Linked DNA regions of Mus musculus: all the other regions are linked to region 1. The links are chromatin contacts, called in public Hi-C and promoter capture Hi-C maps. All regions are on one chromosome and are shown on one strand. The core of a region is the stretch at or near the end of the contact, and the rest is flanking DNA. Distances in the headings are between cores, read along the strand shown. Region 1 holds the start of Amfr (autocrine motility factor receptor). Region 2 holds the start of Got2 (glutamatic-oxaloacetic transaminase 2, mitochondrial). Region 3 holds the start of Setd6 (SET domain containing 6). Region 4 holds the start of Gins3 (GINS complex subunit 3 (Psf3 homolog)). Region 5 holds the start of Csnk2a2 (casein kinase 2, alpha prime polypeptide). Region 6 holds the start of Katnb1 (katanin p80 (WD40-containing) subunit B 1).

Evidence for each region. Promoter capture Hi-C pulls out the DNA fragments that hold promoters and counts their contacts. A called contact is a pair of places that touch in the nucleus more often than the background predicts.
Region 2: a Hi-C map of CD4 T cells shows a contact between it and region 1, with 6 times the contacts expected there. The contact joins the promoter of Got2 here to the promoter of Amfr in region 1.
Region 3: a promoter capture Hi-C map of liver shows a contact between it and region 1, with 6 times the contacts expected there. The contact joins the promoter of Setd6 here to the promoter of Amfr in region 1.
Region 4: a promoter capture Hi-C map of pre-B cells shows a contact between it and region 1. The contact joins the promoter of Gins3 here to the promoter of Amfr in region 1. A contact is called at or near these places in 2 of 39 promoter capture datasets (liver and pre-B cells).
Region 5: a promoter capture Hi-C map of hematopoietic stem and progenitor cells shows a contact between it and region 1, with 5 times the contacts expected there. The contact joins the promoter of Csnk2a2 here to the promoter of Amfr in region 1. A contact is called at or near these places in 3 of 39 promoter capture datasets (hematopoietic stem and progenitor cells, liver and pre-B cells) and 1 of 9 other capture datasets (liver).
Region 6: a Hi-C map of B cells shows a contact between it and region 1, with 7 read pairs. The contact joins the promoter of Katnb1 here to the promoter of Amfr in region 1. A contact is called at or near these places in 3 of 484 Hi-C or Micro-C datasets (B cells, centroblasts and regulatory T cells) and 1 of 9 other capture datasets (adipose tissue).

What each region holds. Positions count from the first base shown.
Region 1 is chr8:94,010,191-94,015,162 of GRCm38.p6, forward strand. Amfr (autocrine motility factor receptor) reads right to left here and starts at 2,450. Exons shown (of 14, transcript NM_011787.2): 1 at 2,029-2,450. The coding sequence starts at 2,271.
Region 2 is chr8:95,885,505-95,890,476 of GRCm38.p6, forward strand. Got2 (glutamatic-oxaloacetic transaminase 2, mitochondrial) reads right to left here and starts at 2,897. Exons shown (of 10, transcript NM_010325.3): 1 at 2,713-2,897. The coding sequence starts at 2,801.
Region 3 is chr8:95,712,938-95,717,909 of GRCm38.p6, forward strand. It overlaps Setd6 (SET domain containing 6), which reads left to right and starts at 2,976. Exons shown (of 7, transcript NM_001035123.4): 1 at 2,976-3,333; 2 at 3,416-3,557; 3 at 3,670-3,864; 4 at 3,984-4,104. The coding sequence starts at 3,000. It overlaps Ndrg4 (N-myc downstream regulated gene 4), which reads left to right. Exons shown (of 17, transcript NM_001372423.1): 17 at 241-2,019. The coding sequence ends at 395.
Region 4 is chr8:95,630,662-95,635,633 of GRCm38.p6, forward strand. It overlaps Gins3 (GINS complex subunit 3 (Psf3 homolog)), which reads left to right and starts at 2,898. Exons shown (of 3, transcript NM_030198.3): 1 at 2,898-3,122. The coding sequence starts at 2,937.
Region 5 is chr8:95,485,905-95,490,876 of GRCm38.p6, forward strand. Csnk2a2 (casein kinase 2, alpha prime polypeptide) reads right to left here and starts at 2,916. Exons shown (of 12, transcript NM_009974.3): 1 at 2,440-2,916; 2 at 1,661-1,772. The coding sequence starts at 2,543.
Region 6 is chr8:95,079,190-95,084,161 of GRCm38.p6, forward strand. It overlaps Katnb1 (katanin p80 (WD40-containing) subunit B 1), which reads left to right and starts at 2,012. Exons shown (of 20, transcript NM_028805.2): 1 at 2,012-2,115; 2 at 3,409-3,704. The coding sequence starts at 3,665.

The DNA of each region.
Region 1 (4,972 bases), core at 1,200-3,699:
GTCTCCTTCCAACCTCTCAACTCCCTTTAAGTCAGAGAAGCTGTAGTCAGTCCCACACAGCAAGCCTTTCTCCTACCTGGAAACCCCACAGGACTTCACATGTGTTCTATTGTCACCTATTGTAAGTAGCCTCATTTACATATGAGTCATTTGAGGGTAGGGGGGAAGTGCTGTTGGTAGCTGAGTCTTCCTCAGAAAGGTTTTCATCTGCCTGTGCTAATATCAAACCTCCTGAGAGACTACTGCATGTGTTCTACAAAGACAAGTTCTAGAGAGTCTGACAAAACAATAACTAGTAAGACTTCCGACTGGCAATGACAAAGGACAGGTTCTTGTTAATCTTGCTTGGCATTGGCAGACAATGTTTTGTTCTTAGGCGGGGAAGGGGTTCCCCCCCTTAATGTCTAAGGCCTATGAGTGAGGCTCAAGAAGCATCCATTTTGACAAAGGCCCACCACACTGACACTCAGTGTTACCTGCCAGGAACAGGGGAGGTTTTTAAAGAGTGTGAGGCATAGCTGCGCAAAGTAAGTACTAAACGATAAACAAAACTCACAGCACACACAAGATAGATCTGGGCAGACACCATGAGTGCCAAAACTCCAGAGGACATGCAAGAAAACCGAATAAAGCTCAACTGAGAAATAAGGATTCAAAGGAGGGGAAGGAATGATCAATCTATATGAGGTAAGACTGTGCAAAGAAAAAGAACATTCTTTAAAATGACAATTCTCAGAAACGCCAAAGGGAAGGCCTTAGATTAATGTTTTATGAAATGTTATTAACCTTGGAATTTGAACGTGGGTTTTGCAAGAAGAAACTTACGAAAAAAAAACATTAAACAATACTATTGGCTGTTCTAGTAATAGAATAATGGTTCCAGCTTAAAACAAGGTATCAACGACTACATACACTATAGTCTTCACCCTTGTCAAAAGCACTCCCAACATAATAATTCTAAGTTGTTTACCCTAAAGACGAACAGTTCATCTTTTCTTAGGAGTAGAGAAAGGGGAACTTTGCCCTTCACTGCCTTCTATGAAACTATGCACCAAAGGACCAGGAGGCGTCATCTGCAGCCCACGAAGTTCACAAATCCCGCTGCTTCCTGATGAAGCACAGTGGGAATAATTACAACAAATGAGTTGCATTATAGTTCTACAAACTTATAACATTAACCCCTCAGTCATTTACAGCCTTCTCTAGGCGCCGTGTGGGGAGATACGATCCCCACCAAGCCACAGGAAATCCAAGTGACAATTTTTTAAATCCGGGAGCAACTTTTCCTATTTCTGAGGGTTCATAGAAGAGGCACTCAAGTGCAAGGTGAGAGCAAAATTTTCTCAGATCTGCCCAGCCTAAAATGATGTAACAAACGAAGCCAGTACTTGTGGCATGTGGACATTGCTTATCTCGCACCGGCAGACAAACTAGAACCCTTGTTTCAAAATGGATCGCTAAACGGAGGAATCGCGTTCAAAGGAGGGGCTGCCACACCGACCCGAAAGTGTTTTGCTGCTTTCTGTCAAAAAGGGAACAGTCACAAACCATCGCGGGGGGTGGTTGGGGGTGAGATAAAAGGACGTAGCTGGTCTGTTTGCTTCGTTAAATAGCGCCCATCGGGACTAACGCATTGACAAATAGCACCATTTCGAAGTTGTCTGGCGAAGAGTAAAATGTCCCCCTAACTTCGGCCTTCTCTTCGTCGGCGAGCCGCCCCCAACAACGCCGAGCTAAACCGGACGTGTCGCGGCTTCTCACAGCCTCGGGTCGCCGCACCCCGCCGCCCTGGAGCCCGCGGGTCCGACCGCCCTTGCCTCGACTGTTCTCCCCGGCATCCCGACACCTTCTCTCCGCGGCCCGCCACGCTCGCAGCGCCGCTGGGCCTCGAGCCCCACGCGAGGGCCGCGGTCCCCGGGCCGAGGAGGCCGGGGTCAGGGCCCGGCCACGCCCCCCTGCGGATAATGGGTGACATGGCGGCTCCCGCCCGGCCGCCCGCCCCCGCGCCCGGCCCGCAGCCTCGCTCACCCACACGAACAGGCTGTCCGACAGCAGGTACTGGGCCACGTCGCGGGCCCGGGGGCCGCCGGCGGTCAGGCGCGCCTCGGGCTGCAGTGGGGCCGTTAGCGGCTCCGGCTCACCCGAGCCGTCCTCCGGCTGACTGAGGGCGCGGTAGGCGCTGACGATGGTGCCCAGCAAGGCCAGGCCGCTGAGGCCCGTGTAGGTGCGGAGGCTGGGCCACGGGAAGCGCTCGAGGAAGAGCAGCGGCATGGCGGCAGCGACGGGCTCCGGCCCCCGAGGCTTCCCGCGCTGCGGCCAGGCGCCTGCGGCGGCCTTGCGAAAGGCGCCCACGGGCTCTGGCGTCGCTGCCGCTGCCGCTGCCGCCGCCGCTGCGCCGGGCCGAGCCGGGCCGCTCCTAGCTGCTCGCGCCGCTCCGCCCCGCGCCGCTCCCGCTGCTGCCCCTGCCGGCGCGGAAGAGCCTCGGCGGACTCGGGGCGGGCCGCCGCCCCTAGCGGGACGCGGGCGGGACGGGCGCGGGGGCGCGGCCTTCGTCCCCCGCCCACAGCCGGCGCTCTGCAACCCCGAGAGCACAGGACCCGGCCTGGGGCCCCGCGTCCCGGCCCCCTGCAGCATCCTTGGCGACCCTGGGCCCACTGAAGCCACGAGCGCACCCGAGCCGGGCTCTGGGGTGAGCCTGGCCCGTAGGCAATGACGGCAGGCCTGTGTGCGTGGTCAGGCGGCAGGGTGAGGGTGCGGGACCCCTGCCCCTGGCCACTTGTCGCTTGTTCCTCCCCGCCAAAGCTGGTAAACCCGCCATCCCACCACCCTGTAGACTAGAGGCTTCCTTGGTGTCCTAAAGAAGCGACATGATGCTTAGGAAATAAGAGAAGCCTTGAGATAGAATATTTTTAAAACGGAGGAACCAATTTAACCAGAAATAAAAATCTGTTCCCTCTTAGCTACAAGTAAGAATGTCAAATGCTGCTTAGTTTCTTGGAAAATACCTGTTCCTAAAAGGTAAACCAAAGGGTGACCTTCGTCCTGGCAGTTACACTGCTTGTTAAGTAAACATCCAAGAGAAATGAAAACAGACACCCACACAAAGTCCCTACATTGAGGCTGACAGTAGCACTACTCCTAAAAACCAGAGAGGCAAACCTCGAATTATAGCGTTTGAAAATAAAGTACAGATAATGCTACAATATCAGAGAATGTTGACGATGTCTGAATCAAGCCACACACAGATATCTAAATTCTGTGTGACCACGCTGATAAGACAAATGCATGCAATGTAGAGTAGAAGGGGAGTTTGAAAGAACTGGAGGTGACAGCTAAAGAAGTGACAGGTTGGGGTACTAGTTTCCTGAAGTGAGAATTTCTAAAGTTGCTGTTATACAACTATGAATACACTCAAAGTCACTGAATTGTACACTATAAACAGCAGGTTATATCTATGTGAATTACATAAGATAACATAGGGTACAGTTTTTAATTATTATATCCCCGAGCCATGTGTTAGTGCCTATCCCAGAATGTAGCTCTGTAAACAGCTTTGAATTTTCCAAATTTTCTAATGTGGAGAAATTGTCTTTGTAGTATTTTTTCATGCCAAATATTTCTATAGATCTTTTAAATCTGAAAATTAACCACTGTTATAATTCTTAAAAACATCTCATCATGAGTCTTTGTACAATATAGTTCCCTTTGGTTCGTTCCCAGTCATTTGCAACATGGCTTGTGAGATGAACCATTTGCTACAAACTGGAGTTTGATTCTCATAACTCCCCCAAGTTGTCCTCGGACTTCCATATCTGTGTCTCCCCCACACATAACTAAATGTAAAAATAAAATACCAAGCCGGAACACTATTGTCCAAATAATGGAAATCTTTATTCTGAAAAAAACTTGGGTGGTAATTTTCCAGAGAGATTTTTACAAGGTCAGATCTGAGTCACGATGATTTTTAAACCATTCATTTGTGATGCACACTCAATGTAAGCTACAACCCAGCAGTATTAGATACCAAACTTGTCCTTTCATATTGATGATAACAAAGCTGCCTTCTTTCATCTCAGAAGCGTGGGCTCTCTGAAAATCCAGCATCTGTAACAGATGAAATTAACCCAGCTCAGCTACACTTTAAGATAAGGCCAAAGATTTTGGATGGCTTCTGTTTTGAAAGAGAACAGTCATTGTTCTATTCCTTTACCCTCAAGAAAGTGCTCTGCATGTCATCCTTCCTTCGAGGACCTGTTTGAGATGCTTGTTCTCAGTCTAACCCAGTCTGGCCTCCAGCTCTCGGCAATTCCCCTACTGAAACTCCTGTTAGGGTTAGAGAATGGAGGGCATGAACCACCACACCCAAGCAAACACCTTCTGTTTCCCGAACCCTTTTCCTCCTCCTTCCCTCCTTCCCTCCCTCCCTCTCCTCTCTGCTGCACTACTGGAAGCTTTACTTTGAAGACAGGGTCTTGATAGTCTTGAACTCCTGGGCTTTAAACAATCAGCTTGGCTCAATCTCCCAGGAAGCTAGGACTTTGGAGCATGCCACAGGCCAGTGCAAGAAGGATAAACTCTACAGTCCTTTTAAAGATTATGTGAATTTGTGTGTGCCTGCACAAGCTAATGTGTATCACATGTACCCTGGTGTATCACACGTATGCGTATCACACCTACCTACCAGGTCTCAGATCCTCTGAAACTGCAATCACAGGCAATTGTGTGTTGCCATGTGGGTGCTGAGAATTAAACCTGGGTCTTCTGAGTAGCCAGAGCTCTTAACTGCTGAGCCATCTCTCTAGCATCTCCTCTAAAGTCTTAACCAGAAGCCAGATCAAAGTAGCTCCCACTTGTAACCCTGCAGATGAAGAAACAGTCCTTAATGATAGGAACAACAGGTAGTTAACACAACTGTGTTGCAACTGTAAGTATCCAGTCTTCAGGCTCTGAATCCAATGACTCCATCAATTGC
Region 2 (4,972 bases), core at 1,647-4,146, 1.9 Mb after region 1:
AGTCTTCCCTTTCCTCCTGTTAGCAGTTATTGTAAGCTGTGAGGGAGAAAAACATACTTTGAAACAACTCAAATAGGTTTTGGTTGTTTCTCATCCCCAGACAGAAGCCATGCAGCCACCTGCCTGTCCACATCACTGTCATTAAGCATGGAGTGAAATGAATACTTTGACTGTCAAGGGCATTCAAACGTCCAGAGAAGGCGACTTTCATGTTTAAAAAAAGGCCCTTAAACAATGATAGAGCTGCCTCTCGAAAGGGCAGGAGTTATCATTCCTGTTTAACTGTGTGAACAACACATATATAAAATATGTAGCAGATAAATTCTCTAGAAGCCTCAGCCATGAATATTCTTGCATAATTCGTAAAACAAACAAACAAAAAACCCAAAATGCCCCAAACAATTTCCAAATTCATGTCAAGCATGCTAAGCAAAGGGACAGTAATCCTTTGATCAGCTATGACTGATCAAATGTCAGGTTCTCTATGTCCCTCATTATCCCACGCCTTAAAACTGTGAAGATTATAGACCTGGGAGAGCTCTGCTATTTGTAAAGACATAGCATTAGTTGAAAACCAGAGTGCTCCGGGGGTAAACTGATAACCCATGGCCTACAAAATGATTCGTACAATGCCCTTTGGACAGAGACTTGCAGGGCCACAAACATTGAGCAACGGTGACCACTCAACCAAAAGATGCTAGGTACAAAGTATTCAGATAAGCATTACAAAGGCCTCATATTCCCAGAGGTTTAAGCAGCTTTTGAAACGTTTTCTTATTTACAGTCCCACTCTAGCACAGGCTGGCCTGGAACTTTTTTTTTTTTTTTTGTAGCTTAGGAGAATGGACTTTAACTCAAAGCAATTCCCCTGTCTCATGCCCCTAAATTTTTGGTTTCCAGGACCATGTGTAGATTTTGATCTAAAAATGAAAAAAAAAAATGCTGTATTTGTTTATAAAATGAGGGCTTGAAATAAAAATATACAAAGTGAAAGGCATTTCACGGGCCAGGCCTGTATCTCTGGCACAGTGCTTGCCTGGTATGCACTGAGGCCCTGGGTTCTATCCCTGGGGGAAGGGAGAAGGAAGCTGTAGTAACATTAGAAAGCTACAGGTAAAATGACTGCAGCTGTGTCCCAGGCAGGCCTGGTGTACATAGTAAGTTTCAGACTAGCCAGGGCTACGTAACCCCGACACAGAAGCAAGCAAGCGTTTAGATACAACTCAGAACTAAGTTGCCAAGGTCTCTGCTATCCCTTACCTTAAATTCTAACTGGGAAATGACAGAAAAGAAACAGCAGTCAGGCTCTCAGACTGAAATCACTAAGCAGTCACATCCAAGGGGAAACCGGGCCAAGCAGTTTAAGTGAAGGTCAGGTATTTCGGGTATATAGATATACATTACAAACAGGGATATTTCAAGGTTAAAATAACGGGAAAACTGATTTTCCTCCTACCCATACAAGTACCTCATTTTTGTTCTCCAAATTGCAGCATAAATAACTCTCCCCCGTTTCTCCTCCCCTTCAGGTGGGTAGGCGTAAAAGGGCACCCATTGGCATGGAGCCAAAAAAACGGGCTCTGGGAAGGACAGACTGTTCTACTACCTTGAAGATGCTTGAACACATTCAAAGGGAAGAAGGCAAGCATAAAAAGTTACGTAGGCTTCGCTCCCAGTTAGTATGTGCCCCGGGGAGGTGTCTGCCGTACTCCAGGAGACTGTCTCAAATCTGCTCTTCTGAGGCCCAAGGAAGAATCAGGAGTTACTAGTTCCCGTTTAGGCCTGGCACTTTCAGTACACCTTAGTTTAAGATGACTCATTTGTCTTTTTTTAAAAAAGGAAGTCAGTCCTCTTGTCTTGCTCACAGCTGCATCACCAGCAACTGGTCCAGTGCCTGGCTCGGAGAAACTGGGTTACGAAATATTTTAAGGAGCAAAGAGCCGACTGAAATGCAGGGAAAGATTGATGGCTTCCAGTCAACAGAATCTCCCAAGGGTTTAAAACAAAGAAAGTACATTACACTTCAACCCTTTTCCATCCAAAGGCCAGGCTGGTCTGTCAGGGGATAGGGGATCATCAGGCACTACTGTGGTGACACTGAAGGATGCACTACGCCAAGGTCATGGATGCACACCGGATCTGGACGCCCCCAGAACCTCCTTGCATGTGGTCACATTTCCCCCCGTCACGCACGCTGCTTCTACACAGCACTGGCAGATTTAACCCTCTGGACCCCGACAGCTGGACCTGTTGTCCCGCAGGGCAGCTGGTCAAGGACATGCGCGCCCCCCTGCACCACAGCCAATCAGCGACAGGCAGCTCCGGCACCATAGCCAATCGGCTAGAGGATGGCCCAGCGCCACCGCCCACGTGCTCACCCCTTGCCCCGCACCCCACTGTGCTGAGTCCACATCTGGGACCCCCCATCACCCGCTAGAATGGGATTCTGGGTGCAGTCGAGAACCACAATTCCCACCTCGGGGGCTACGCTGGCCCTCTGTCCGGAGATACAGGGGAGGGATGAGGGGTCCTGGGGTCACCCCGGGGCGCAGACACTGGACTCTAAGACTCGGGACAGTCAACCCTTGGGGACACACGAGGTGCGCACGTGTGTCCGATCGCGGGGTGGGGTGCAGGTTTCACAGGGTCCACAGTTCGGCTGGGCAGGGGCAGGCCCGCGGTGCCGCTGCATCTCTGTATCCCTCGGCTCACCTGGCTCTGGCAGAGGCTGCAGCAGCTAGGCCTGGGTGAAAGGCAGCAGCCATCCCGGAGAGGATGCGGCTGGAGTGCAGGAGGGCCATGGTGGGCGGTAAGACGGCAGTGGATGGTGGTAGAGCCGAGATCTGGGGAAGCGTCCGCTGGAACCGAGGCGCGGGCTCCTAAAAGGTGAGGACAGTGACTTCCCTGGGCGTGGCTAGAGCGGCCCTGCGCCTGGAGCGAATCATGTCGCAGCGGCCCCTTGCGGTCGGGGGTAGAACGACGACGCCTCCACGGAGGTCATGGAAACTCGCAAGGGCACTGCTAATCGCTGCCTATAAATCCTGTGAAGCTTGTATGTGAGGATGCGCAGTCCACAGTGCTCAGCGCTCTGCTTCCAGTTAATCATCCGCTACGCTAGAGGCAGCTGCCTAGCGTGCCAGTTTGAAAGAAGGAAAAAAATGTAAACTGACCCGAGGAAGTATTTTTTTTTTTTCCTAATGCTCCAGTGTGGTTTTCCTTTCAACCCACTAGTTTCCCCAAGTGCAAGTCTCTCAAGGTTCAGAATGCTTTCATGTCCCTGTTAGAGGACAACAGGCATATTTTGTGGGGCAGTTGTGAGTATTAACTTGTGAGATTAGCAGATTATGCCCTAAAAAAAAAAAAAAAAAAAAAAAAAAAAAAAAAAAAAAAGCCTGATTAGTCAATACAAAATTACCCAGGACCAACGACAAACTTTTGCACATCAAGTCTTCATAATTATGTTTGGAAGAAATGAATAAGCTTTTAAAGGCTGGGAGAATGAATTTGAGACAAGTCCACAAGTTGACCGAATTCACTCTGAACATGGGCCATTATTTCCCAGGGATGCCTTGCAGAAATCTGTATAGATTGCCAGTCTAATTTCTCCGGCCACTTCAGTTGTCTGTGTGATTGTTATCAAATCTGGGGGCCACAGCATGTGCTGCAAACCAGGCCCAGGTCACTGGTCCTCAAACAAAGTAAAATAGTGAAAAGCAGAAAAAGATTTACTTGCTGGGTGGTGGTGGTGCATGCCTTTAATCCCAGCACTTGGGAGGCAGAGGTAGGTGGATTTCAGAGTTCGAGGCCAGCCTGGTCTACACAGAGAAACCCTGTCTCGAAATTTTTTTTTTTTTTTTTTACTCAATGTGGCCACACTAGGAAGTTGGACAGAAAGATCCAGTTTTCCTTCGGGGTTCAAATGAGAGATTCCAACGTAAACAGATTCCCAGTCAGCTTGTGTTCCTGCCTGCCATTAACCCATCCTATAAGGTGATGGATCTGATAAGTTGCTAGAACTGTATAGACTCTCTGGGAGAAAGGTTGCCTCTCTGGCTGGGGCCTTTTCTTATTTCAGTATGAGATTCCTAGAGATATTGCCATTTCTTTGGGTTCCATTGTTTCAGTAGTCAAATTGATAGACACAGTGCCTCTTTAGGATATCTTCATTTCTTCCAGGGCTGTTGCATGAAGTCCAGATCCCTACATGGAATCACATTCTGGTCTACCCTAACTTACTGTCTTCTGGCACATGTGTCTCCCTGACCTTGGGCTAGATTAAAAAAAAATAGATATTTATTTAATGTTGTATGAGCATCCTGTTGCTGACACACCAGAAGAGGGCATCAGATCCAATTACAGATGGTTGTGAGCCACCATGTGGTTGCTGGGAATTGAACTCATGACCTCTGGAAGAGCAGACAGTGCTCTTAACCACTGAGCCATCTCTCCAGCTTTTAGGCTAGATTCTTTTTTCTTCTTCTTCTTCTTCTTTTTTTTTTTGGTTTTTCAAGACAGGGTTTCTCTGTAGAGCCCTGGCTGTCCTGGAACTCACTTTGTAGACCAGACTGGCCTCAAACTCAGAAATCTGCCTGCCTCTGCCTCCCAAATGCTGGGATTAAAGGCATGTGCTACCACCACCCAGCAAGTAAATCTTGGGCTAGATTCCTATTGGCAATGACTTTGGATTCCTGCACTATTGTATGTGTTGTGGTTTGAATATGCTTGGACCAGGAAAAGGCACTATTAGGAGATGTGGCCTTGTTGAAGGAAGTGTGTCACTGTGGGGTGGGCTTTGAGACCCTCCTCCTAGCTGCCTGTAGAACAGTCTCTTCCTCTGCCTTCAGAACAGGATGTAGAACTCTCAGCTCCTCCAGCACCGTGTCTACCTGGATGCTGCTATGCTCCCACCATGATAATGGACTGAACCTCAGAACCTGTAAGCCAGGCCCAGGATTGTTTCTTGCAGCTGATT
Region 3 (4,972 bases), core at 1,726-4,225, 1.7 Mb after region 1:
ACCATACATAGCTCTGGGTAGCTGCTGGGACCTAGGCACCTGCTGGCTGTAGCCCATTAGCCTGGCCTGCTCACCGTTGCTGACTGGTCCTGCATGCCTTGGCCTGGTATAGCCAGTGCCAGAATCCTCTGCGTGTGGCAAGACTGGGTGTCACTGGCCGCTTTGCTTGTGTTGTTTTTTTTTTCCCACCGGCCGGTACCCACCTTGCCTGTCCTCAGGACCCTCTGTTCTTGTCCATAGTGCCCTCAGCCAGCATGACCCGCCTCGCACGCTCACGTACCGCGTCCCTCACCAGCGCCAGTTCCGTGGACGGCAGCCGCCCTCAGCCCTGCGCCCACTCAGACAGCAGTGAGGGGATGGGCCAGGTCAACCACACCATGGAGGTGTCCTGCTGAAGCCCTCGTCCTGCCCATGATGCCCGCTTACCTGCCCCCAGGTCCCACTGCCATCTCTGCACCGGCTCATCTTCCCTTTAGTTTTATTTTTGTGAGAGTGAAGGGGAGGAAATGGGGTTACTTCTCTTTTATTTAAAAAGAAATGAGGGGATCCACCTTGGGACAGCACAGCACAACAGTCTTAGATGGTGTGAGGGGCTCGCCTTACACACTCCTGTCTCACTCAGTGTGGCCCCTCCCCTCTGCCCAGCTGGGGCGTGGCCAGGATAGTTAGATACAGTACTGAAGAAAGCCCAGCCCAGCCCCTGGATCTGGCAGATGTGAGGTTTGAAGATGGTGGGTAGTGAGCTAAAGCTCTGATGTGAGTGGGAGTCAGACCAGTGGGCAGCCTTGGACCTTAAGAGTGTCCCTTTCCTGTAACCCTTGCATCAAGCACACCTATTCTAATAGTAGAAGTGACAGTCATGAGGATGGTAGCCACAAGAGGGCGCTCTAGACAGACAGCCATTTTCCTGGTGCTCTCTGGGCAGGACAGGTGGTGTAAGGCCAGCCAGGCTGAAGAATATGGAGAACCCTGACATGGGGGCAGGAACCCCCATACCCTGCCACCACAGGGCCTTGTCCCACCCTGAGGCAAAGGTCACCTGGTCTCTTGTCCCTGTTGGCAGAGGTTAAAATGTTGATTGCTGTGTATGCTGTGTGTAGCCCCTGAGAACTTCATGATTACCCATCCCTTTGGAAGCTGGCAGGTACTGTAGGTCCCTCTTGTCCCAGATTTCACCAAGTATTTGTCACAGTGCCCTGGTCAACTTGGGCCAGTGTGTCACAGACAATACTTGAGAAGTGAGCTTGTTAGAAAGACACAGATGGGAAGATACAATGACCTCTGCTTGCTGGAGGGGCTGGAGATTGCCTGGCCCTTGGGTGGGAAATGGGCCATCCTCAAACAAAGGTTCCATGCCTCCTACAGCCCACAACTATGCCCGCCATCTCACCAAGTAGGCGCTCACAGCCTGGCCATTGGTTTCATCTGCTCTCATCCCCAGAGAGGAGAGAAAGCACTAAGTGTGTATATGGGGAGTGGGGATGATGTATGTGGTATTGTATGGGTGTTCTGAGGCAAGAGGACACCCACATCCATTTATCTGTGGCACATGCCGCCCCTTTCTGTAACTGTAAGCCATTTCTAGACTGCTCTGGAGTCCAGTGGAGTGTTTCCTATCCCCGGTTCAGTTCACTCACGTGCTTCCGTGAATACTGAATGTGACTGTTTAGAGGTGGTAGAACTAATCCCTTACTGTAGATAGCACTCCAAGTATTGGACATCTTTTTGCTGTGTTCTTAAGATATCTATAAATACCTATACATTATATATATATATATATGTATGTATATCAGGTCCTCCTTCCTGTATGTGGTTTCCCATTGGTAGTTGTCTTCTCTTTGGTCAAGATGAACTTTTAATGGAGTTCATTATTTTCCTCTCTGTACAAAGTTAAGAGCCTAATTTTGTGTATTCTGTTTGGTGGCTGATAAAGAGACTTTGAGATTACAAAATGCAAAACAAAAATCCTTGATATAGAAAGTTAACTGTGCAGAAAAACTAATAAAGAAATTAAGTCTACGTGTGTCGTGTTTCCTATCACAGGGAAGGCTCAACTGTTTAGGCTGCCTGGCTGCCCCAGGGCGCTGATAGTTGGAGGATAGTGCCTGTTAGACACATTTGGTTGGGGGAGGGTTGAGCAATCTTTCTGTAGCCCAGGCTGGTCTTGAATACTCAGCAATCCTACTTCAGCGTCATGGGTGTTAGAATTATGTAGGCCACCCTGCTTAATTTTTTTTTTCCTCTTAGGGTGATAAGAGATTGAACCAGGGTGTTTATACATGATGGTCAAGGTTCTACCAAGCGGCTATATACTCTGACTGAGATATAATTTTACCAGTCCTGATACTAACTCTATTTCACAGCTGAGCAGAAAGTTTAGCCAGCAAGAAAGACCGCTTCAAAGCAAGGGCACAACACTATTTGCTTGGTTTTAGTTGTTTTGGGACATGGTGTCACTCTGTTGTCTGGCTTGCCAGAAACTCCCAGTAAACCACAAACCCCCCTCAACCTTCCAGGTACTGAAACTAAACTACTGAATTCTCCATGTTACCGTTTGTGCTATCATTCATTCACCTTATATTACTTCCAGCGTCTCTCTCTGTCTCTCTCTGTCTTCTCTCTCTGTCTCTCTCTTCTCTCTCTTTTCTCTTCTCTCTCCTCTCTGTCTCTGTCTCTCGTCTGTCTGTCTGTCTCGTGCGTATGTGTGTGTGTAATGTGGAAACCCTTAAGGCCACTTCAAACCCAGGTGTAAACGGACTAATCAATCAGTCAGTGAAATGATGGTTAATCACTAACCATCAGTCGGTCACTACGGCATACTAGCCCAGCCTCCACAGAGGAAGAAACTGTTTTGTCCCTGCACGCCGCTCTCCGGGACACGGCCAGAACTAGGGTGGAGGCCGGTGCGCACGCGCACGCGCGATTCCTAAACCGGAGCGGTTTAGTAGAAACGCCCAGCTCCGCCCCGGAAGCGCAGTGAGGACCCGGCTGCTCGCAGCATGGCGGCCCCCGCCAAGCGCGCGCGGGTAAGTGGCGGGTCGCCCCTCGTCGCGCCCTGTCCCTCCCCGAGAGCTGCCCGCGCGCCCCTGCCGCTCCCTGCGGGGTCCAGCGGCGGCGAGCCCGAGGGCGACGCGGTGGCCGGCTTCCTGCGCTGGTGCAGGCGAGTGGGGCTGGAGCTGAGTCCTAAGGTGACGGTGAGCCGGCAGGGCACGGTGGCCGGCTATGGCATGGTGGCGCGGGAGAGCGTGCGGGCCGGGGAGCTCCTTTTCGCAGTGCCGCGGTCCGCGCTTCTGTCCCCCCACACCTGTTCCATCAGCGGCCTGCTGGAGCGAGGTGGGTAAGGAAGGGGCAGGGGGACCAGCTCGGAGGCTGGCAAGGGAGTGGCGCTTGGACGTTCACCTGGTGTCTTCCCTAGAGCGAGGCGCGCTGCAGAGCCTGTCTGGGTGGGTGCCGCTGCTGCTGGCGCTGCTCCACGAGCTCCAGGCCCCAGCATCACCCTGGAGCCCTTACTTCGCGCTCTGGCCAGAGCTGGGGCGTTTGGAGCATCCCATGTTTTGGTGAGAGCCGAGGGAAGGGCCGGGAAGAACCTGTTGCAGTTTCTTTGCTCTGGGACTGGGCACCTGCTGCATGAGAAGGCTGCGAAGGGCTCCGGGTGGGCTGTCCTTGCAGGCCGGAGGAAGAGCGGTTGCGACTCCTAAAGGGTACAGGTGTCCCCGAAGCCGTGGAGAAGGATTTGGTGAACATCCGTAGCGAATACTATTCCATCGTCCTGCCCTTCATGGAGGCTCACTCGGATCTCTTCAGCCCCTCTGTTCGCTCCCTGGAACTCTATCAGCAGCTCGTGGCCCTCGTGATGGCTTATAGGTCAGTGATTAAAGCCTAGAGGAGCAGACCCTCATCTTTGAGAGGGAAGGTGGGAAAGAACAGTGAACTCCAGGTCCCTCACCCGAGACTGGGCCTTAGCTGAGTTCTCTCTGCGGCAGCTTTCAAGAACCGCTGGAGGAAGATGATGATGAAAAGGAGCCCAACTCACCCTTGATGGTGCCTGCTGCAGACATACTAAACCACATAGCCAATCATAATGCCAATCTAGAGTACTCGGCAGTGAGTGGACCCCTATCCCTGGTCAGGTGGTGTGCATTACAAATCAAATCACTGGGCTCCAGTTTCCTACTAATCGTGAAAATGCGGTGAGACTAGCTACTCTCCGGTGTACTTTTGATATCAACTGAGATGGTGTGGACACACCCTAAGTCCACCAGAATAGCTGCCTGCTCTGCCAAGTCACCTCAGGCCCTGTGGAGAGCATTAACAGCAGTTCAGTGCTATTAGGAGGTGGGATGTTTATGGGCCAGAGGCATAGTAAGAAAGGCCCCACTTTAGTGTTGATTCTGTAGGAAAACTTGAGCAGACAGACGTCTATGTAATGTAAATATTGGCAGCGTCTTAACACCTGTAATCTTAGGAGGCTGAGGCAGGATCCAAGGTTCCAGGCCCATAGCTTCCAGTTTTCGTCTATACATGTCAAACTTTGCTCTCCAGTGTAAGCAGATGTGACTTTCACTTATTCTTTACCTCCGTTGCTATTTTGACATGAGGATTAACTTGTTCTGTTTTTGAGACAGGTGTGTATGTATGTGTGTGTATGTATGTATGTATGTATGTATGTATGTATGTGTATGTGTATATATATATATATATATATATATATAGCTAGCCCAAGACTCAAGAGTTTTGTCTCCTGAGCACTGAGTGTTTATCACCAGGCCTAGGCTTGGTTTTCTTAAAGCTTGTGTAGGTAACTAGGCAGATACACCTAATATACTAAATTGACCTCTAAAGTTGGTTTCACCCCCTCAGTATACAGGACTGAACAGTAGACAAATGGTCTGTGTCCTCAGCGCACATTCAGTAGGCTCTTCCAAGAGAGAAGTGGTCTGGTGGGGGCTATGGTGTGGTCCCAGCTTTATCC
Region 4 (4,972 bases), core at 1,648-4,147, 1.6 Mb after region 1:
TTTTAGTATCATAAACTCAAACTGTCACTCATTTCACTTGTTCTAGTTTATTTACTTGTTTAATAGCACTTATTTATTCATCTATTTATTTACTCAATATATACAAGTACACTGTCGCTGTCTACAGACACACCAGAAGAGGGCATCAGATCCCATTACAGATGGTTGTGATCCACCATGCGGTTGCTGGGATTTGAACTCAGGACCTTCAGAAGAGCAGTCAGTGCTTTTAACTGCTGAGCCACCTCTCCAGCCTCTTGTTTCATAGCTTAAGAAGAGGAAAGGCTAAATGGGGGAACAGTACACAAGTAGTCAAGAGCTTCAGCAGCAGCCAAGAAGTTAAAAACCAAGAGCATCCGATTTCATCTGGATCCCTTTAGTATTAACATGGTGTTTTATTTAGAGCCAATATTCTGATCCCTGCACAAAAGTGATACCTTTTTTTTTATCATGTTAACTCATTAAGTCTTTTTATTATTTCTACCCAAAAGTAGCTTACTGTCCTCAGCAGCAAATGACCCATATTGCTCTTAGTTACCTGAATTAATATTTCTACCCTAAACTCTATTATTGTCATATCTCCCTCTCAGCAGAAAAGTATACATTATCACTATCAGTTATGTTTACTTAATTTTTCAGTGTTATATTGTTTGCATGCAGTATGCATGTGTGTATGTGTGTAGACATGTGCGTGTGCGTGTGTGCACATGTATCCCATGCAGAGGGGGTTCCTTTAGGTGACAGGGAACCCAACCACAAAAAGAGAAAAGAATGAAAACCCAGTGCAGATTGACCTCCATCAACCTGGACCAGACCTCGGGGAGTCTGATGCAGACAGTTCATTGCCAGCATATTTTAAATAGTACAGTTTGGGAAAAGCTTCCAGTCAGTCCAATTCCTGGTGCACAATAAAGGTTAAGGTGTGACCACATAGAAACTCCTTTACAAAGTACATGTGACCACGAGGGTGGGGTTCATATCTGATAGGCCTAGAATCTAGTGTGGTCTCTGACCAAGACATCATAGAGGTCAGCAGGTCATAATGTACATGTGACATCTTCTGTCAGGATGGGTAATGGTCTAGGAGGGCAGAGTCTGGGATAATCATCCTGGGGAATTTGGGGGAGGTCTGCCTCTATAGCAAAAGGGGTGAGGTCTGCCTCCACAGACCGCAAAAAGGTCACCAGGTCATTAACAAGATCCACTCTCAGCTTTCTGGATGGAATGCAGGCATTTGATCTTTATCTCTTCCATTTGATCTCTTATCCTACAAAATATCAGCACTTAGCCCAGTGTGCCTCAAATGGCCTTACAACACATTAACATATGGTTGGGCAAAGTCATCTAACACAAGGCCTAATTTATAACAAAACATGAAACATCTCGTGGTATTTATTGAACACTGTATTGAGAATTACAGCATGGTTATATGAATAAGCTTTTGTTAACACTGTAAAGTAAAAGATTGTGAGTCGAACCATTGTGAATTGGGTAGCAGCAGTATATAAGAACTGGGTACATGCAGAAAATTGCCAGTAGTTACAGGACATGCCTAGCTCACACCCTGGGTCTGCTTCTGACCCGCTCTTGTCAACAAGCACATTAGTCATAATTGTTTTAGAGATAAGGCCTTGCCCTATAACCTGGTCTTGTTTCGACCCTGAGATCCTGTTGCCTTGGCTTCCCCAGTCCAGGGATTCTAGGCATGTGCCAGCATGCTTGACATTATTGCAACTTTTTAAAGTAGCTGTCTGGAATAAAATGTCTTAAACTGACTAGAGCAATGGTTGTTAAAAGAAGAGGAATAAAAAGTAAAGAAAGTGGTGTAAATACTTCAAGCATTCATGTGATACAAGTGTTTTTGGCAAGAAAAAGCAAGTGACTATTGCTTAGCATATGTAAAGTTCTAGTCCATATTTAGAAGGCTATTGCTTAAATGTAGTGAATTATGTAAATACATTAACAAATTATTTCATTCAAAACTAAAAAGGAATACAAAAGATGAAAGGCATGCTCGCCCCCTTTCCTGTGTTGCTCACAAACCACTACCTCAGGAATGCCCTCCTACAGTAGGTAAATTCGGTAGCAAATCTCGCAACAATCTGCCTCAACCTGTATTCATGTATGTACCGCCAAATCTAGGACCAAGCAACCAAGCAACCGTGGTCTTTCCTTTGTTCTCAGGTACTCTACCTGTGATCGCATTTGATATAGGAGCTCCCGCTTGCAGAGTGGCTGTGAAAAGACTAGGAAACTGGTCTAGTTTCCTCTTTCAGGAACCCAAACTGATCACCACACGAGGACTTTGCCAGTTGACAGTAGAGCAAGGCCCTGAACTTCAGATCTTCCAGCCATATATAAATCTACCACTCCATCTAGACTCCCACCCCACCTGAACCTACACCCGGCCAAAATACTACAAATAATTTGTAACTTAGCACACAGTTAAACATTTGGACTAGTGCTTGCGTTTTAGTTTCTTCTGTTGTTTTCAAAGACAATAATTAACCTACCAGTGAAAATGCAATAAAAGCGGGATTAATGAGGGCTGGAATACATAGTGTAAAATGATATTACTTGAATCCCCAAAGATGTTTTTAAATTCTATGTGTGTATTTAAAGGCTGCATGAACACAGTTCCGTTAGTACAGACACATGCTGTCCCTTCAATGATGTTCAAGCTTCATATACCTTCCCCAGCCTAGTCTACAAGCTGCAGGAGGACTTCCGGCCGACTCATCCAGGGCTTCCGCATTGGGCGGGGACACTGGACCCAATCTGTGACCTTATTGATTGCTTTTGCCTGAGCGGCCGCAGGCTCGCCGAAATCGACTGCTCGGGTCTGGCGAGTGCGGCGCGGGAAAGCGAGTTTGAAGCCGGCCCTAGTTCGCTGAGGTGGCGCGCCCTCCTCATCCCTGACTGTGCTGCGAGCTGCCATGTCCGAGGCGTATTTCCCAGTGGAGTCGGGCGCTCTGGGGCCGGAGGAGAACTTCCTGTCTTTGGACGACATCCTGATGTCGCAGGAGAAGCTGCCGGTGCGGGTCGAGACGCCCATGCCGCGCCTGGGAGCCTTCTTCCTGGAGCGGGGCGCGGGCTCCGAGCCGGACCATCCGCTCCCTCAGGTGAGGCGAGCCCGGCCGGGGCAGAGGTTTCCAAGATCTGGAGGCGGTGGGAGTCCTCGGGGGTCCCGGGAAGCTGCACAGCACTCGGAGGACTCTCCCGCCACCGATCTTAGTCTTCAAACTTTCCAAAGTCATTGGCTTTGGCTCCAGCCCATCATCTCAGGGTCTCTTGGTTCTATTCATGGTTTCCATAAAACTTATTTGAAGTTTCGAAGTCTGGGAACTGCAGATTGTCATGCGCACTCGGCACAATTATGACAGTGTCTGCAGCCTGTTTCCGAGGACCGACTGTCCATCAGGGGATGGGAGTCTGTGATGGGGGGATAAATTGTCATCTTCTCGCTTAGGCAATTCTACAAAGAGTGAGTACCTCAGCCAGGGTTCCACAGTAAGTCCGTGCTGGCTTAACCAAGGCAGTCCTCGGTAAAAGGTTGCTCATAACAATTTTCAGTGTCGCACTGAAAAATGGCAACTGCAGCTTCCCGTATTAAGCCTTTTGCCCTCCCATAAACCTAACAAAAGCTGGGTTAACAAAGCCAGGGTCCTCCAGTAAATGGTGAACTGGGATTCGAACCTTGGACTCTATGGCTTCAAGTACGAGTTTGTCCCAAGAGCGTAACTTGCAATGGTTACTTTCATTTCCCGTTAGGTCCTTTAAGTTTTGTTTGGAAGGGTATCAATTTTGTCTCTGTCTATTTCTAGGTACTTTTTCTCAAAGTAAAACACCACATTTTTACTTTTTCAACAACAGAAAGGCTCATTTTTGCTCCCTGGGCTGCTTCTCAACCTCACAGTCCTTTGTAAGTCGACTCTTCAGAGTCGACCGCCATGTTTTTGAAGAATATTCCAGGACTGGGGGTGAATCCTGGAGCGTTTCACATGCCAGGCAAGCATGCTACCACAGAGTTCTACCCCAAATGTCAACTTATTGGCTCCCCATTGTCATAGAGAAAGATTTAGGAGTCTTTTGTTTTTGTTTTTTTAATGTTTTTGAGACAGAGTTTCTCTGTGTAGCCTTGGCTGACATAAACTGGCTCTGTATACCAAGCTGGCCTCAGACTCAGCAATCCTTTTGCCTCTGCCTCCCTGATGCTGGGATTAAAGGTGTGTGTCACCACTGTATGGCTAGGATTTAGTTGAGCTCTTACACTCTACTGAACAAGATATCCTGCCGAGTTTGGGTCTTTTTTTCTTTTTCTTTTTTCCTTTTCTTTTTCTTTCTTTTTTCTTTTTTTGGTTTTTCGAGACAGGGTTTCTCTGTATAGTCCTGGCTGTCCTGGAACTCACTTTGTAGACCAGGTTGGCCTTGAACTCAGAAATCCGCCTGCCTCTGCCTCCCTCTGCCTCTGCTGGGATTAAAGGTGTGCGCCACCACGCCCGGCTGGGTCTTATTTTCTTAATTTACCTAATATTCTAGTCTAGCATCTTTAAAAAAAAAAGAATTAAAGAATAATTTTTAGCTATTATATTTCTCTGGGTTCTTCTTAGCTATCGTCAGGCTTTTTTGTTGTGGTTGTATCTAATGACAGTTTTCTGGCTATGATAACAGATAAGGTTTGCTTGATATTTTACTCATGATCAAACTGGTTTATTGGTTTGGGAGAGATCACAGGGGTCAGGTTCCATTTTTACTGCATCACACCAACTTAGTGTTGTCGACTCTGTGGTAGATTCTGATCACCAGGCTGAGGTAGTGTTTGTTATGTTTGCCATACTCCTTGGAAGTTATTATATATAGCCACTCTGAAGGAGCAGGCTGTCTTGCTCCAGTTTGAGAGATAGTGTCTACACAAAGTATTTGGAATTCCTCTGCAGCACAGAATTAGGTTTGAAGATTTTTTTTATGACAT
Region 5 (4,972 bases), core at 1,666-4,165, 1.5 Mb after region 1:
AGAACAATGATGTCAGGTACATTTCTTTGTGCCTAGGTCTGCTATCTGTAAAAATAATTTAAAGCCGCTTCCGTACTGGATGTGGTAAATATATGCATTGGATCTTTAGAGCAGAGGAAAAACTATCAAGCAACTCATCTCTGAAGTTCCTCACAAGAACCATGGGAAACTACTAACCCTATGTTTCCTTAAACACACTGGGGCTTACACACACCTGAGCACTGTTCCCTTCCAAACACTCCACAGCAAACAGCACTTAGTCCCAAAATGCTACTGCACAGACATTTAGACATTTCCCTGAAATTGCTTTAGACTTGGCAAATTCAATCCTCCAAATGTGCAGCAACAGAACATGGATATTCCCAACTATGCTTGTTTTTGCTTATCCTTAAAATGAAAATGTCTGAAGTAACTTCTATTCAAAACAGGTTTATGTAAGTAATGAAATTGCATGGTTTCCTCCAGCAAGTTCCCTGAAGGAAACATTTCTCTGCTTAAAACACACCCCTCCCATAACTACAGACCTCCAATGTACAACTCATACTTAGCGGGGCCAAGCTCCCTATCTGCCATCATTCCTTCCTTCTCACCCCAGTGTCTTGGGCAGCAGCAATAGCATCACCCATCTCTGCAGCAACTCTGCTCCTTCATCACTAGGCCAGGATGGTAAGGAGCATTAGCAGCAGCCATTTTTTTTGAAAGGTGATTCACACAACGCTAAAATCTACACAATTAAATAAGAACTGCCCTAAGGCACAAGCTTTTCAATCCTGCATTTTTGTTCACTGGGCACTGTGAAAATCTGGTGAAACACTACCACTCTCCAGTGCTCTTTCACTAGTGACACACATACATGTTAAGTGATCTGACAACATGAAAAACTGCCCAGATCCTAAGGTGACAAGCATATGCATTTAAATGACTTGACAACCATGAAGAACCGCTCAGGTCCTACGAACCACCCTCTCGAACAACCTACAAAGCACTATTGAATCTTCAATCACCTGTACAGAAACTTGGCTGACTCTTCATGCTCATTAAGATCATGTCTTCATTTGAGTGATAACAAAAGCCCTATCATTATCAAAGCGAGAGGGCTAGTCTTGCCACAGAGACAAGTTTTGTTCCAGTTATTATTTCAGGGGCTAGAATGTACTCTTCTGTTGCCCCAGATCTCTTAGCGGCTGGCTTGCTATATCCAGCCCACCTGAAACTTTACTGCTACATGAAATGAAAATATCAACTGAGGGAATTGTCCTGAATTTTTGGCTTTAAACTTATCTCTGAGCAGACTCCAGTTTTGTTTTGTTTTGGGTTTTCCGGACTTTTTCTGGAGTAACTGGGAGCAGAGAGTAACGAGTACAGATTTAGAATCCCTACAGTTGACAGATTCTCCATGCAAACTCCTTCCTCTCTTGCGAATACCTCTTTATTCCATATCAGATACAGTCCCCCCTCACAAGCTTTGTTTGAGAAGTTCAGAATTCACACTTTAAATGTTCCTGACCTACCAAACTCAGAATTAAGACCAGCCCGCACATTTTCTCAAAAGTTCACAAGGAAAAGCATGGTAGGAGTCCTGTAGGAGATGCTTATTCTGGGATAGCTGGTTCTTTTGCCCTGTGGGGGGAAAGGTTACATGCCACCGTTGGCCACTCACCTTGAGAATTTTTACAACCACCCTCTCATTGTTGGTGATGTTAATGGCCTCAAATACTTCACTATACTTGCCCCGACCAAGTTTTCGAACCAGTTGGTAATCATCTTGATTACTGTGAAAGGCAAGAGATATACATAAATGCCAGGATTTGGGATTAAGCAAGCCTCTGTCCACCACACATCCATCCGCCATCTCCAACTAATCAAGCATTCGGAAGTATTCCTACCATCACACAGCAACTCATTCTCTTAAATGAGAGCCACACAGAAGCTTGGCTCCCTTCACTCTGCAGAGCTCCTAACCTAACTGACTCTTAACAAGAAGAGGAATGGGCAGCTACAAGGCCTCAGGAGCCATTAAGGGGACTAAGGGAAGCATCCCCCCTGGTGGTACTGGGGTGCCCTGCCCGTGGCTCCACGGCACCTGCCTCCCATTTCACACCTTCCAGGGGGCACTGCCCGCTCTAGACAATCTGCCCCTCTTCAAAATGACCCTCCCACCCAGCCTCATTTCAGAAAGTAAAGAGGTAGAGATTTCAACAGCTCAAGAGGACAGCCATGGACTTCCCAACCCATAGGAAGCCCAAAGTCTGAGGAGGAAGGGCCGCCCCCACCCCCGACCCCACGCTTCTCCCCACCGGCGGCTGAGCCGGGGACCGAGGCAGGGCGGACAGGAGAGGCCGGGGACACGTGCGGCCGGGGCCGGGCCTCCCTGCCAGCCCCGAGGCCGAGCGGCCGGCGGGTGCGGTTCGCGCGTGGGGCGGCCGGCGGCGGCTTTACCCCCAGCTCGGGACGTGGGCTTCGTAGTCCCAGTACTCGCGGCTCCTCAGGCTGTTCACCTCGGCGTAGACCCGGGCCCGACTGCCCGCGGCCGGGCCGGGCATGGCGGGCGGGACCGGGGGGCGCCGCGGGGCGCCGAGGGCGGCGGCGGCGCGGCGCGGGGCGCGGGGCGGCAGGCACGGGAAGCGGCGGGCCGCGGGCTGCCCAAGCAAGAGGAGGAGCGCGGCGGCGGCGGCGGGCGTCCGCGCCAGGCCGGGCCCGCGGGGGCGGGCGGACGGACGGACGCTCGGGCCGGGGGGCGCGGAAGGCGCCGGCCGAGCCGGCCCGGGGCCTTCGGCTGCCGGAGGGACGGCGGGGTTCGTGCTCCGCGGAGGCCTCCGCTCGGCTCGCGGCCCCCCAGAGGCGGTGGTGGCGGCAGCGGCAGCCACCGGTCGGGAGAGGGGCAGCGGCAGCGGCGGCGGCGGCGAAGAGGGAGGAGGAGGAGGCGGAGGAAACCCGGAAAAGGGGCCGCACTCGCCAGGAGCGGCCGCCGCCCAGCCCCGGCCCGCCCCGGCCCACAGCGCCCCCTACAGTGCGGGGGGACTATGGCCGGCGCCCGCCCCCTCAGCGAGCTCGCCACCCTCCAAGCAATGTGGCCGGCTGCCTGCCCAACTGCAGGCCACCCCCCAGAAGTCTCTACCTTTGACTGCCGCCGCGCTTAGCATAGTTCCACTGTCCAGTCACCTCGTGTCCACCCACCACGACCTCCCATATTGGCCCTGAGCTGACTTTCTTTGAAACCCAAGAACCCTCCCCTCAAACTGTCCCCCTTCCTCACTCCTCTTCCCACTCTGGACCCCACCCTGCCATCCACAGATCCCTTCCTTCAAGAGGAAAACCAAACTAGTCCTAAAGCTACCCTCGCCTCCCAATTCCCCATCCAGATTCCTCCCTGAGAGCCCACTGAGCCATCCTTTGGGCCACTTGCTTAAACCAGAGCCCACCAGATAGTTTCCCCATAAAGTTAACTGGGTTTTTCCCCCTTTGTATTGAACCTGTAATTTGTGGATCATACTTTGAGAATGTAAATATCCATTTTGTTTGTTTGTTTGTTTGGGAGGAGGGAGAGCTGGGGAGTGAGGACTTCTTGAACAGTCTTCTCTCTCATTGATGTCCTGGGGTCCCCGGCTATCTTGTTTTCCTGTTCATATTCTTTAACAACAAGGATCTCTTCTTCCAGCCCAGGTTGCTCTGACTCTAAACTCCCCCTCTCCCTCCCCCCCACACACTGTTTTCTAGATGAGGCCACGTTTCCTCTTTCTTCACATACCGAACTATCGAGGTTCAAGTCCCGGTTCCATAGTTTGCAAGGAATGCAGATTTGAACCAATGACTCAACGTCTCCGTGCTACAGATTTTGTAGCATCAACCCAGCACCGACTTCACAGAGCTGTACAGAGACTAAGGACTGCTCCATATTAAAACACTACATGTTCCCGCTGTTGTTAAACTCTACACCTTTCCTTCCCTGAGAATAGCGCATGCCCGTCTTTCAGTTTCTTCTTCTCTCTGAGCTTGGCCACGGGGTACCGCTGCCACCCCACAAATGACTGGCTTTCTTTTTCAAATCTCACCTTAGAGGCCACTTTCTCTGAAGTTGATACTTCTCTCAGCGACTCCTCCATGCCCTTCGTAAAACTACAGCTTGGCATGAGTCCTCTCCTGGTTTGCCATCTGTCCCCTCCCTGTGAAAACAATGTGAAGGCATGACTAGGGCTGGGTGATCACCACCAGGTCACTCAGTGTCTGCCGGGCAGGAGGCCTTCAGTCAACACAGTGCTCTTGGCCCACGGTTACCATGCTGGTTACAAAGGGGACCCTGAAGGTCATATTATGCATGGACCAGCTGACTTTCTGTGTGACGCACAGAGAAAGGACACACCACTCATCACATTGCTGTCAAAAAAGCTCAACCTGCATCCAACCAGACACGGCCAAACTGAGGGACAGTTCAGCAAAAAAATCTAGTTCACACTGCTAAAAAATAACAGTGTCACAGCCAAAACAAAACTTGAGGTGCTGCTCTAGAGTAAAGGAGACTGAGAGCGACCCCTGAGGCTGCACACTGTAATCCTACCTGAGGAGTAGACTGTGGGTTCAAGGCCAGCCTGAGCTACATAGTAAGATCTTGTTTTGTTTGTTTACTTTTTTGTGGGGGGATGCAGTCAGGTGTGGTAGTGCATTTTGGTAACCCTGGTACTTGGGAGGTTAAGACAGGCAGATCAGCATGAGTTTGATGCCTGTCTATCTGGACTATGGAGTGAGACCTGTCCAAAATAAAAAATAAAACAAACCATTCAGAAGCCTAGAGAGACAGACACACTATTTCTACTGCCCTTATCATTCAAAAGCAGCAAAGAATATCCAAAATAAATAAATGGGTCAGGCCAGGTGGGGTAGTCCATGACTGTTAGCCTAGCAGTTGGGAGGCTAAGGCAGCAGCATAGCCTAGATTCTGTAATGTGCTTCAGGCCAGTGTGGGTTATGTAGACTC
Region 6 (4,972 bases), core at 762-3,261, 1.1 Mb after region 1:
ATGTGGTAGCCCATGCCTTTAATGCCAGCTCTTCATCTCTGTCAGTCCAAGGCCAGCCTGATCTACAAAGTGAGACCCTGATACAGAGGGAGGAGAGAAGAGAGAGAGGAAGGGTAGTGGGAGATCCAAGAGACAGAAATAGGATGATCTTAGAAGAGTCAAGTATGCCAAGAGTGCAGAATCTTGTCTGGTTCCTATAAAGATACTGTGCCCCGCCCCCCACATGTGTGGTGTGTGTGTACACATGTCCCATTGTATCACTATGCATTGTCCTCTGACATTCTTCACCTTATTCCCTCGAGTCAGGGTCTCTCACTGAACCCGTAGTTAGGATGACAACCAACAATCTTAGTAATCCTCTTGTTTCTGCTCCCTATAACACTGCTCCTTATAAGCACACATGCACCATGCCCAGATTTTTACATGGGTCGTGAGGATTTGAACTCAGGTCTTCATTCTTGCACTGCAATCACTCTTAGCCACTGAGCCTTGCCATTTCTCTTGGTCCTAGGTAGTTTGTATTTCCAGTGCTGGGGATTGAACCTAGTGCCTCCTACATACCAGTCAAGACTCTCTTATCACTGAGCTACATCCCCAGTCTTGTTCCTGCTTATAAGTTATGTGTATTGGGGATGGTGACAGTCATTTTAATATAGTCTGCATGTTAGAGAATGAAGTTATTTCAGGGGTGGTGACATTGGTTATGTGACTAAGGGCCCTTAACGATCTTCAGGCTCAGTGTTGCCATGACTGAAATGTCTTAGGATCTGTAATGTACATATAATTGTATAAACAAAGCAGATAAGGCAAAATGTGTCAAAATGAAGAATTTGACTTTTTTTTTTAAATAAAAAGTTGCGGGAACAGCAAAGTACAAAGTTTTGATCAAATGTTATTCTCCAAATCCAGGTCTCTTAATAATTACCCATTTCTACGCAGGGCCGACTTCCCATTAGGCTGGTGGGTGACTTTTGTTCCCGTAAAGGTTTTGCATTTAATAGGGACTTTGTGTGCCTTGCCTTTAAGAACAAAAGTTTAAGTCCTGGGTCCGATCTTCCAAATGTCTGGTCTTTTTCACCACAGCATCTGTTTCCTCGTCTAGAAATGGGAAATTCCTCCCGTTCCGGACTGTGTAGAGGAGAACGCCAGATGCAGCAGCCCCGACCAGAGGGGAGTGAGTGTAGGATAGACCAGAGTTGGAGGTTATTTCTGCAAAGGGCTGGGACCGAGTTTCTCAGTAAGGGGGGGACCCGAACTCATGGTGGGTTATGTAGCCTGTCCCCATCCCAACCTGTCTGTCCTGTCACAGATATTAGCCTTTCTCCGGTTCCGTAGTTTTACTTCCGCACGCAGGCGAGCAGACACAAGCCTAACTCATCCCACTGTGCTACTGTGATCTTAGGGACGAACTCCTGGGCTCGACATCGACCCCACTGTAACTAAGCTCTGTTTCCCTCGAGGTCAGCGAACTCCAGGAGACGTGTGGATCCAAGTAAGAGCCAAGTCCTCCCACTACGCGGGCGACACTCACAGTCTGAGGGCGGGGTCCTGGCAGCCCTGTTTCAATATGGAAGATCTGCAACTTCATACCACTCTAGAAGTCCCCTTTCCATTGGCTATCTCAGAGCTGGTTCTCCAATAACACTAACGTTTATTGGTCAATCCAGAGCTGTTGCTGAAGTGATTGGCGCAGCCGCCATCGGGTGCAGCTCGCGGATTTTTTAAACACAACCGGGTTCCAGGAAATGCAGGAAAAGGGCGGAAAAAACCAAGCCTGACTGGGGGCGGGACTAAGAACGCAGAAGCCTGTATTGGTTCTTCTGGGACCTAAGGGCGGTCCGTAAGCGCTTCTTTCTCGTGATTAGTCTGAGTCGGGGAAAGGAGGCGGGTAGTTACGTAAATCGGCGGAAGCGCTTGCTTCCATTGGTCAATTCTAGAGGAAGGCGGGGCGTCCGTGGCGACTGATTGGTGTAAGAAGTGAAGTGGGAGGGACTCTAGGCCGGAGGTTTTGTTGTGAGGGTCGGTTGTCAAGCAGCGACCAATCAGGGCAAAGGATGGAGGCAAGTGGGGGTCGCGCCTGGAGGGAAGCCTTGGCCTCCAGAGCTACAGCTGCAGGTAGAGTGGCTCTCGGGGTCTTGGAGGCAAAGGGAAAATGGCTCTAGTCTTCGCCGAGCCTGGAGGGGACAGTCCGGTCGCCGGCAGGAGGCTCTCGGCCAGGACAGGCTGGAGCCAGTGCCCCTCAAGGCAGACGGGAGGAGGGTCAAGCGAAGCTGAGGGACCGGTGGCAGGTTTGGGATGAACGAGCAGGACGGGTGTGTGGAGGCCGGAGAGGGAAAGCTGGTGGGCCGGAAGCAGAGCTGAGGGTGTGCGGAGGATCGTATTGAGTCGGGGCTCCAGAAACAGGAGAGCGAATGAATGGGGGATTCTGATAGCAGCGGGGCAAGAGAAGTAAAGAGGGTCTGGCGAAGCATGGCCAACTAAGGAAGCTCAAGATGTGCCAGAACGGGAGCATAGGCAACAGGAGAAAGAGAATCCAGCGAGAGAGCTCCTGGGCAAGAGGCGAAGGGCCGTGGCGGCGGTGGAAGGCTCCATCCACGCTGTGGCCTTTTAGAATTGAGGAGTCATTCCGACTCACACCTAGACTGGAGACTCAATTCCTAGCTATGCCCTTGAGAGTTGCAGGGAGTGGGCGTGGTTCCCTTACCAGGGAGTTGGTGATGGAGGAAGCAAGAAGATTGGACCCTCAGAATCCTCTCAACATCACCCCCTCCCAAGGCCTTTACTGTTCTCTCTCTCTCTCTCTCTCTCTCTCTCTCTCTCTCTCTCTCTCTCTGAACGTCTGCCTATCTCTCAGTCTCTCTGTTCGTCTCCGTGTATCTCTCTGTCTCTCTGCCTTTTGGATGCCTCTCATGGGCACCAAAACATAACCTCAGACTCCAGTGCCCCATCCAATACATGGGGTGCAAATCCAAGTGGACTGCAGTTATGTGATCCTCTCTGCCCCATAGCAGGTGCTGGGTTGGCAAGTTAGGACACCCAGCATCCAGGAGCATTACTGTAGGCCCCTGAGAAGTCAGTCTCTCCATCCCCTCTCCACCTACCTATGTCAGTCTGTCCTTCCTTCCTTCCTTCCTTCTTTTCTTTGAGATAGGAACTGACAGAGATCTGCCTACTTCTAGCTGGCCTCCTGAGTGCTGGGGTTAAAGGCGTGAGCCACCAGGCCCAGCTACCTAGGGAAGGTCTTTTATCTTTGGGCTCTTAAGTCACAGGTTTTCAGACCCAGTGTGCACTGCAGCTCCAGGCCCTGGAGGCTCTGGCTAGTCTGTATCAAGTGGCCTTGATGACCCAGGGACTTGTAACTCGTCTCAAGCAGTTCCTAACCCACCATCGCCTCTGCTTGCATTCTAGCCCAGTGTTGAGCTGAGATGGTCCAAGCCTGACATTCCATGATCTGGGATCCCGACCTATGTGTCCAGGCTGCTGCTTGATAGCGGATGATCTAAACCACCAGGCAGTCCTGGGCCAGGAGAGGCGGACTCTCTGCCTGGATGTGTGGGAACTCCCTGCCAACTTGATTGTCGGATCTGGGGGGGATCCACCCCCACCCCACAGAGAAAGCACAATCTGTTTTGTGGGTGGGGTCTCAGGCGCCACCCCCTGAAGCATGGCCACCCCTGTGGTCACCAAGACAGCCTGGAAGTTGCGTGAGTACTTTTCATTTATCACCCTGTTGTTTTGTAAGCTGAGTAGTCTTAGCCTTCAGCTCTGTCTCCTCTCCCTGGCACAAGAGAGACTCACAGTCCTTGTTTTCAGGTAGACAAAGATGTCAATCACATTGGGCAGGTGATTAAGCAACCCTTCCATACAGCAAGATAAGCACAGCTGTGCTTGGTACTTGCTCTGAGATTCAGGTGAGATCTGTCTGGTCAAGCTGAAGAGCGGAGTGTTGCGAGGAAGGCTGAAAGGCGGTCCAAGAACCCCAGACATGTCCCAGGTCCCTTTTCCTCCATCAGATGCAAGGATCTTGGGATGTGGATGGAGGGGAGGTTGCCCAAAGATGCTGGCAGGGCTCTGAAGTGAAATCAAGCAAAAATAGTTCAGAATTCTTTAGCCTAAACTCTCTTAGATTCTTTTCCTTTGTTGAGATAGGGCATCCCTGTAGCCTTTGCTGGCTTGGGACATGTTCTTCTGCCTCCTGTGTGCTGGGATTAAAGGACTGTGCCACAATGCCTGGCTCTTTCATTTTGTTTTTTTGTTTATTTGTTTGTTTGTTTTTCTTTTTCTTTTCTTTTTTTTTCGAGACAGGGTTTCTCTGTGTAGCCCTGGCTGTCCTGGAACTCACTCTGTGGACCAGGCTGGCCTCGAACTCAGAAATCTGCCTGCCTCTGCCTCCCGAGTGCTGGGATTAAAGGTGTGCATCACCACTGCCTGGCACCTGGCTCTTTCACATTCCTAAACATTATTGACGACTCCAAAAGGCTTTCATTTATGAAAGTCACACTTACCCATATATTCTGTTAGAAAACAGTACTGAGACAGATGTGCACTCAAACCTGACAGGAGTGACGATGTCATCACACGTGTGTCTTCTCAACGGCTCCTCTGGAGCGAGTGAGAGCACCCAAGGCAATACCATCCTAGCATTTCAGACAGTAGCTCCGTTCTTTCGGATCCTCTAAAAGGCTCTGGAGGATCCCTAGATCAGGCCTGGAGGACCTTCATCTCACCTCTGTGGCTTTCTCTCCAGCCGTAGCTGGTTGTCGTAGGTTTGGTGTGCTGTCCCCGGGCTGTTTTCAGGAGCAGATGAGGAGACTTTGGGCAAAGCTGTTTTGGTGACTCAGTCTCCTCATTGAGAGATTGAGATCATTTTTAAGTTGTCCCCCAAAGCTGTAAGGTTCTGGGAGGACCCTGTTCATGGCAACTTTTGGCAGAGTAGCTTTATGTCAATTGGCATTATGCATCTTTAATGGCT